Regions from separate parts of the Hordeum vulgare genome. Here all the other regions are linked to region 1. Evidence: chromatin contacts called from public Hi-C data. All regions are on one chromosome and are shown on one strand. The core of a region is the stretch at or near the end of the contact, and the rest is flanking DNA. Distances in the headings are between cores, read along the strand shown.

Evidence for each region. A called contact is a pair of places that touch in the nucleus more often than the background predicts.
Region 2: a contact with region 1 is called in a Hi-C map of seedling, with 2.3 times the contacts expected there. The contact joins the promoter of LOC123444367 here to the promoter of LOC123444362 in region 1. A contact is called at or near these places in 1 of 6 Hi-C or Micro-C datasets (seedling) and 1 of 1 datasets of contacts at active chromatin or transcription factors (embryo).
Region 3: a Hi-C map of seedling shows a contact between it and region 1, with 5 times the contacts expected there. The contact joins the enhancer-like site here to the promoter of LOC123444362 in region 1. A contact is called at or near these places in 2 of 6 Hi-C or Micro-C datasets (leaf and seedling).

What each region holds. Positions count from the first base shown.
Region 1 is chr3H:477,922,479-477,924,992 of MorexV3_pseudomolecules_assembly, forward strand. LOC123444362 (phosphatidylglycerophosphate phosphatase PTPMT2-like) reads left to right here and starts at 1,255. Exons shown (of 6, transcript XM_045121052.1): 1 at 1,255-1,762; 2 at 2,239-2,361. The coding sequence starts at 1,541.
Region 2 is chr3H:478,352,697-478,355,210 of MorexV3_pseudomolecules_assembly, forward strand. LOC123444367 (glucan endo-1,3-beta-glucosidase 13) reads left to right here and starts at 1,260. Exons shown (of 5, transcript XM_045121060.1): 1 at 1,260-1,565; 2 at 1,940-2,514. The coding sequence starts at 1,511.
Region 3 is chr3H:477,628,410-477,630,923 of MorexV3_pseudomolecules_assembly, forward strand. It overlaps LOC123444359 (serine/threonine-protein phosphatase 7 long form homolog), which reads left to right. Exons shown (of 4, transcript XM_045121050.1): 4 at 143-1,011. The coding sequence ends at 802. It also overlaps the pseudogene LOC123444360. Among protein-coding and RNA genes, the nearest start is that of LOC123444359, 3.9 kb to the left of the region's middle. Within about 2 kb of position 1,257, at least 3 of the 3 cell types and tissues checked have open chromatin away from gene starts, as enhancers often do. A contact at or near this core is called in leaf and seedling, where this site is marked.

The sequences.
Region 1 (2,514 bases), core at 5-2,504:
CGCCGTGGGCCCACCGCCCACGCACAGCATCATCGAACAGTAGGATGCGTCCAACCGGGCACCGCCCACGTGGAGCCCACAGCAAAGCAGGAAACGGGCGGCCGGCGCGACGAGGGGGCAGCGCACGCGTACGATACGAGCCGCGTGACGCCCCACCAGCACCACTGACGACGCCAGCTCGCCGCGGTCCACTCGTTCCACGGCCCTCCAAAACCAACGGCCGTTTTCTCGCTCCCGGACGCGGGAAATCGCGCGGCTGGGCTCCGACGAGAATCCGGCCGTTTCGGGCGGTGACTGGGCGCTTCACCGCGCCTGGGATTATTGGTGCGCGATTAGGCAGGCGGTTTCCCGTCCGCACCCTTTCCTTCTCCCGTAATGGTCTCCGTGCCCCTCTCCGTTTATTACAAGGTGGCTTTCGAACTGGTCTTTATTTTCTTGTTATATTATACTTTTATATAGTCGGGTTAGGTTGGTATAGTGTTCATGAGCGCCTTGTGTAAGCTGTGAGGCAATGTCATGATCCGTTCTGTGGTGCCAACTTTACATTCTTCCGAACGCTTCCATAGCTCCGTTGATGGGGGATATGATCTAGGTCAAATGCAAGTCCTTGTCACCAACAACCCTTTGCCTTGTTCCTCGCCGATGTGTGAAGTTTTATATGTTTTCGTGGATGTGTTATTCTTGACTCGTGCTCGTCAATGAACATATGAAGAATTATCGTCACTCCATTATCCCTGTAAAAGAAATTGTCACCCGGTTAATAAAATCATAAAAGCTCTGGGTAAAATAAATCATGAAAGTTGCAGGTAAGATAATACCATATAAGCTTGTTAGCGACATTCAAGCAAACAATTCGTCAAAAGAAGATTGCTTGCTTAGCATGCCCAATTGTTCGCATTGTTTACAAGTGCACCATTTCTCGTTTGATAGGATAATGCCTTTTTTTTCCGTAAGTTAACACCTTCAAAGGTTTCGCTCCAGACTACAAATATACATGTAATTGCTCTGTGGAAATAACATGTTTTTATAGGAGTTGTGTCCTTTTAGAGTGTACACAACACACATCATACATGGAGTAACGAAGAAAGCTTTGAAGATCTGTTGCACCTACTACTACCAAGAAAGAAAAGGAGCACGCTGCTCAGAACTGTTTCTGATGAAAACGCGCAATTACTCGAGCGTGGAAGGACCTGCGGAGATAAACGCACCCACGTTTTGTCCACCAATAAATCCCACCAACCAACAAACAACCCACCCAAAGCCCGGACCATCAGCCCCCTCCACCTCCCCTGGATCCGATTCAGCAGACTCGCCACCTGTTTTCGTCCCCGCAGCCTTCTCCTGAGGTTTTGTCCCCACAGCCCACACTCTTCCCATTTCTCGCGTCTCCTCCTCAGAGCAGAAGCCCGAGCCGCCACGCCTCTCGATCCGCGAACCTCCCCCCTCAAAGCCCCCCCGCGGATCTGCTGGTTTCGGGAGGCGTCCCGGCGGGCGCGTAGGGTCGGGGCCTCGGGCTGTTTCGGGAGAGGAGGGGAGGCGCATGAGGATTCGCGAGCTGGGGGACGGCGACGGGAGGCCGGTGGAGGGGGAGGAGCAGGAGGAGGCCTGCGCCGGTGGCGGGGGCGGAGAGGTCGTGCGGCTGAGGGCCAAGCGCGCGCTCGTCGGCGCCGGGGCCAGGGTGCTCTTCTACCCGACGCTCCTCTACAACGTCCTGCGCAACCAATTCGAGGCCGAGTTCCGGTGGTGGGACCGCGTCGACCAGGTGCTGACCCTGCCTTTAAGCGGATTTCCTGATTACGTACTTTGTTTGGGATTATATGCCCATAGTGTATGCATATGGAGTAGTATTGAGCGATTCTTGTTCGATAAATTGGTCTACCTGCCGTTCATAGGATTGGATGATAGGATGTCACTTTTGTAAACTGGTGAAGGGTGTGATTTTTGAGCACCGGTTTTTCATCAGGGATTTTTCGGTGCCATCTATACTTTTTGGGTAGTGCCATCTATACTTGGGGCTTCTATATAAGGTTTACATCTGCTTGACTGGTTCCATGATTGCCTCTGGCGCAGTGACGCTCCAAGCTGAAAGGACGCATGCATCCCTAGATAGCATGCCTTGATTGCTGTTCTTAGGTGTTGTGATTTTTGCTTTGCGCATTTTAGTATTTTGATGTGTATACTGTGACTTGTCTCTGCTACAAAGACCGACCGCCTAATTTGTCCAACCTCCATGTGCAGTGTATTTTGCTAGGAGCCGTTCCTTTCCCAAGTGATGTTCCACGTTTGAAGCAACTTGGAGTTCAGGGAGTTGTAACATTGAATGAGCCTTATGAGACTCTGGTGCCAATGTCCTTGTACCAGGTAAATTTTACATTAGTTGATTCCATTGTTGTGTGATTTTATTTGCATTTTGAATTTGAATTAATAAGTGCAATTCCATCCATATTGTGGTTGATTTGCAGGCATCCCCCATCATTCTACTGTTTTTTTTTCAATTATAGCAAAACAAATATG
Region 2 (2,514 bases), core at 10-2,509, 430 kb after region 1:
ACAGGGAAATTCCCGAGTGACGAATTCATAAAAATCGCCTATTCACCCCCTCTAGTCGATATAACGCACTTTCACCAACCTCACATAAAAAACTCATGAAGACATGGGTAGTAGTTAGTACACAAAGTGTAATGGACAATGATTAGTATATCGAGACTTATCTTTGACTTGGTCAACTTGATTCACTCTTTGACTTGGTCTTGATGAACCTTGAGACTTATCTTCTCTTTATAAAGATGATGTCTTGAAGGTAAGCATGAATGTTCACACAATCTTCTTCTTTAAGACATGCTTGCAATAAACCCAACTCTCACATGATCAATCTTTGGATAAACTAGATGATGCCCCGCGCGTTGCAGCGAAAACATTGTTAAAATATGAATAAATAGTTGTTATAACAAATCTAAAACTAATGAAAAGTGAATGTAAGCTCAAAAACAATAAAATACGAAGTGTATAAAAAAGAGTGAAAATTATAGTTAAAATGTAATTTCTAACAAAATATGAAGGATGAACTCTAATGCAAGAAACTATTTATGATTAATATGCATGAGTAGATGATGTGGCACCATTGCATGCATGCGTAGGGTAATGCAAAAGATGTTATTGATATCTTGCATGCATACTTGTTTATGTGTCATGATTGCATGGGTAAGAAAATTAGGTAGTGAGTTGTAGCTATTTAGTAATAGAGGATTCTTAAATACCACCTTTTGTAATCACATAAATTCCTTTAAACTACCAAATAGACTTCAAAAAATGTTTATGAAAAAAATCCTTTAAATATAACTCAAAGCAACCATTAATTCATAAAAATTATCATCAATTATCAAAATCAAACATGAAGTAACATGTTCTAAAAGGAGGGACAATGATGTCCCCGATGGATGGGCCTCGGGAGAACGAAGACACGTATCCCATCCGTCCACGTGTTGTTCGTTTCAATACAAATACGATTTTAAATTTAAATCAAAGATAAAACGAAAGCAGACGAAAAACGGAGAGTGTTTGACTGAGATCGTGCGTTGGCCTCACTCAATACAAACCAAATGTTTCAAGGTCGTTTTTTACCACGACCCCGTGAGCTCACGCTTCAACCTAAGCCTTGTGGTCCCGGTCCAGCGAACATTCGTCGCTACTTTTTTTCCCTGAGGAAATTCCTCCCCTCGTCTCCATCCCGGACCCGTGCGCCCTTTGTTTAAACACCCTCAACCCAATTTTATAAGGCACCCCCTCGCGTCCGCTTCCGCTTCCGCCCGCCGCGAGCGACAGTCACGCACGCACTCCATTCCACGCACTGCCCCGCTGCACCGCCTGAGCCCAGTCGCCCAGTGGCCAGCGTCAGGCATCACCCCGTGCCTCCCTCGCTCCGTCCTCCTCTCTCCTCTCTTCCTCCCCTCTGCTTCACTCCACTCAACGGTCACACCCTCCGGCCGCGCAGCCAGCACAGACCAAGGTCTTATCGGCGGGGATAGCGGAGGAGGAGGCACAGCTCGGGGTCGGGACGCCAATGGCGCGGCGGCATGCGGCGGCGTTCTCCGCGTTCCTCTTCTTGCTGCTCATAGGTGAGTTCTTGAACCATATGCTCCCCCGGCTCGTCTTCTTGCTGGTACTTGAATACTCGCCCTTTTGGAATGTGAACTCTCAGTTAACCGCGCGCCGAGTGCCTGCTAGATGCTTTGCTTCCCGCTGAGTGCTAGCTACCTGCAGTGCGTATGGTGCCGTGACCGTGATGATGTCCGACGAATATATGTCTTCTTTTGGCGTTTGGGGGGAAATATAATCATCTAATCCCCATGTCCATCACCTTTTGGGGGGAGTAGATTGATTGTTTTCCTGGCATGAGATAGATTAAAGGATCCTGGAAATAAATGGGCGCTAAAATAAGAGAGATTGCGCGCTCCTGAATCCTGATGTGTGGCTGTTTTTGCGCTTGCAGGGCATTGCCACGGCGGCAAGACCGGCATCTGCTACGGCCGCAACGCCGACGACCTGCCGGGGCCCGACAAGGTGGCGCAGCTCATCCAGCAGCAGTCCATCAAGTACGTGCGCATCTACGACGCCAACGTCGACGTCATCAAGGCCTTCGCCAACACCAGCGTGGAGCTCATGGTCGGCGTCCCCAACGCCGACCTCCTCGCCTTCTCGCAGTACCAGTCCAACGTCGACACCTGGCTCAAGAACAGCATCCTCCCCTACTACCCGGCCACCGCCATCACCTACATCACCGTCGGCGCCGAGATCACCGAGAGCACCATCAACGTCTCCTCCCTCGTCGTGCCGGCCATGCGCAACGTGCAGGCCGCCCTCAAGAAGGTCGGCCTGCACAAGAAGATCACCATCTCCAGCACGCACTCGCTCGGGGTGCTCTCCCGCTCGTTCCCGCCGTCCGCGGGGGCGTTCAACAGCAGCTACGCGCACTTCCTCAAGCCCATGCTGGAGTTCCTCGTGGAGAACCAGGCGCCCTTCATGGTCGATCTGTATCCCTACTACGCCTACCAGAACTCGCCCAGC
Region 3 (2,514 bases), core at 7-2,506, 290 kb before region 1:
TAACTCATCACATTTATATGATTAGATTCCACAGTTGACTGAACTAATATTTCTCTCTATATACTAATACGATTTGAATTGAAGCTTGTCCAAATAGTTCATGCATACTGAGTCAGTACTGAAGATGAATTCATTCCTGTAGGTTGATAAGCTGCATGGTATGATGAAGAAGGCCAAGACAGCCATGGCATCCGCAGCTGATACGGCCACACAAGCCTTAGTTTTTGAATTTCTGCATGGCTTTGAAGATGTCCTCAGTGATCTTGGTGAGATCAAGGAAAGCGGTGGCCCAGCGGCTCCGCCTTTTGATTCAGCTACTGGCTCAGCTGCTGCCCATCACGAGCCTTTGCTTTTGCTTGAAGCTGACCAGAACATCATATGTGACAATCAAGAGGGTCAATATCAGGAAGATGAGGACCTTCACACAATGGAGCAGGCTACGTTGGGCCTCGAACCTATGGACGAGGTAAACCACTGTGTCGACAGTTTACTACTGGAAGTGCACGAAAACTGTGACTCAGCTTCATTAGCGATTGAGAACTGTGAGGCAGCAGACTTTGCTATTCCACAGCACACCGAGGATGTTGATCAAGCTGGACACCCTGCCGAAATGGAAAATGGTGTACAGGTGGTCGAACCCATGTCCACGTGTGAGGAAAATAATGGCTTCGATGTTGCGCCCTCTCCACAAGAGAGCGCCGATGTCAAACTGGAAGGTGACGATGTCGCGACTGCAGAACACGAGGACGTGGAGGAGGAAAACAATAACGGTTGTAACGGTGCTCCTTCCTCGCACCCGTAGTTCATCTGTCTCAAAGTCAGAGGAGAGACATGACGCCAATTCCAGCTTTGTATGTCACATATGTAGGGATTAGATTGTAGCTGATGCTGCCTTTCGGAGTTTGCCGTGATTGGCATTTCATTTTTGCTGACATTATTCAGTTTGTTATGCAGCCTGACATATAGCCTATTGATGTTGGCTAAGTGATTCAATCCATTATTTGTTTATTAGTCGTGCAGGTACTTTTGTAGCTGGCATGTTTATTTTTGAGGGTCATTTAGCTGGCATATCTCTTCGTTAACAAATGTCCCAAGTCTAATCCAGCGACTGTATTTACACCTTCCACGTCTGAATAGCAAATATTTTTATTTCTTGAGAATCGTCTGAATATCAGCTTCAGGCGAAGATGTGTAGGAGAAGAAAATATGGGCCGCCAGCAATTGGGCTTTCATACCGCACACGTGAACAAGCCCAAGGGACGACGGTCCGAGTCACAAGTCCAGTGCAGCGATCGCCCGCCACACAGAACAAGTCCAGTGCAGCGATCGCCACACAGGGTCCGGTCCGGGCGCTGACTGCCGCCAGCGGCGTTATTTCCGCGGCGCCCCTCTCCAGACCCCGTCTCCGTCTTCGCGTCGCCACGCCACCGCCACCGCCATCGCTCCTACGCCATCGGCGAGAAGAAAACTCCGCAGGGTCGCAAGTCTCCGCCCCCCGCCCCTTTCTCTTCTTCGCTCTCGCCTTCTTCCCAGCCATGGATGGGATCATGAAGGTGCTCGATCACACCGTCCGGGAGATGTAAGACCCTGATTCCTTTTTTTCTTTTCTCGTTTTGATTTGATTGTTGTGCGCTGACCTCGGACGCGGTCCCCCGTTTCCCAGAAAGAGAGAGGTCAATCTCAAGGTGCTCAAGGTGCCAGAGATCGAGCAGAAGGTTTGATTGATCGTGCTTCTCCTCCGCCTGTGTAATTTGGCCGTAGGGAAGGAAGGAAGGTCCATGGTGTAGCTGTCTTGTCTGAAATTTTGTGCATAAACAGGTTCTTGACGCGACCAGCGATGAGCCGTGGGGGCCTCACGGTTCGGACATGGCGGACATGCACGGGCCACCAGGAATATGTGAGTGCAAAACGCTCCAATTCGAATCCTCCTCATCACTTGATCTCTTTAAATAGAGGGTATTGAGTATTTTTTTGTGTGTGTGCACATTTTGATCGAGTCGTCGCTCTCTCTGCTTTCAGCGGCGAATGCCAGATGATCATGAAGGTACTGTGGCAACGGCTGTGCAACACCGACGCAAACTGGCGTCACCTGTACAAGGTGATGAGCTCGAATTGGAATTGAGAATTGTGATGAGTCCACTCCTTGTCTGCTCTGGGTTGTTCCTTGGTGACAGGATGTTTGTTTCACTTGCAGGCCCTGGCTGTGGCTGAGTATCTTCTGGCTAATGCCACTGAGCGCGCAGTCGAGGAAATTATTGACAACAGCCCACAGATTGCGGTATGTGCCGTTGTGGCTCATTCCGTTGTATATATTTCCGTGTGTGTATATATATTTCGTTCTGGAGTATAATATTTACCTTGCCATGATGCTGGTTTTCTTTGTGAAGAAACTCACAAAATTTGAGTTTGTGGAGCCTAATGGAAAAGATGTTGGGCTCAATGTGCGCAAGAAGGCCGAGGCTGTTCTGGCCATTGTGGATGACAGGGAAAAGCTTCAACAAGTCCAGGAGAAGG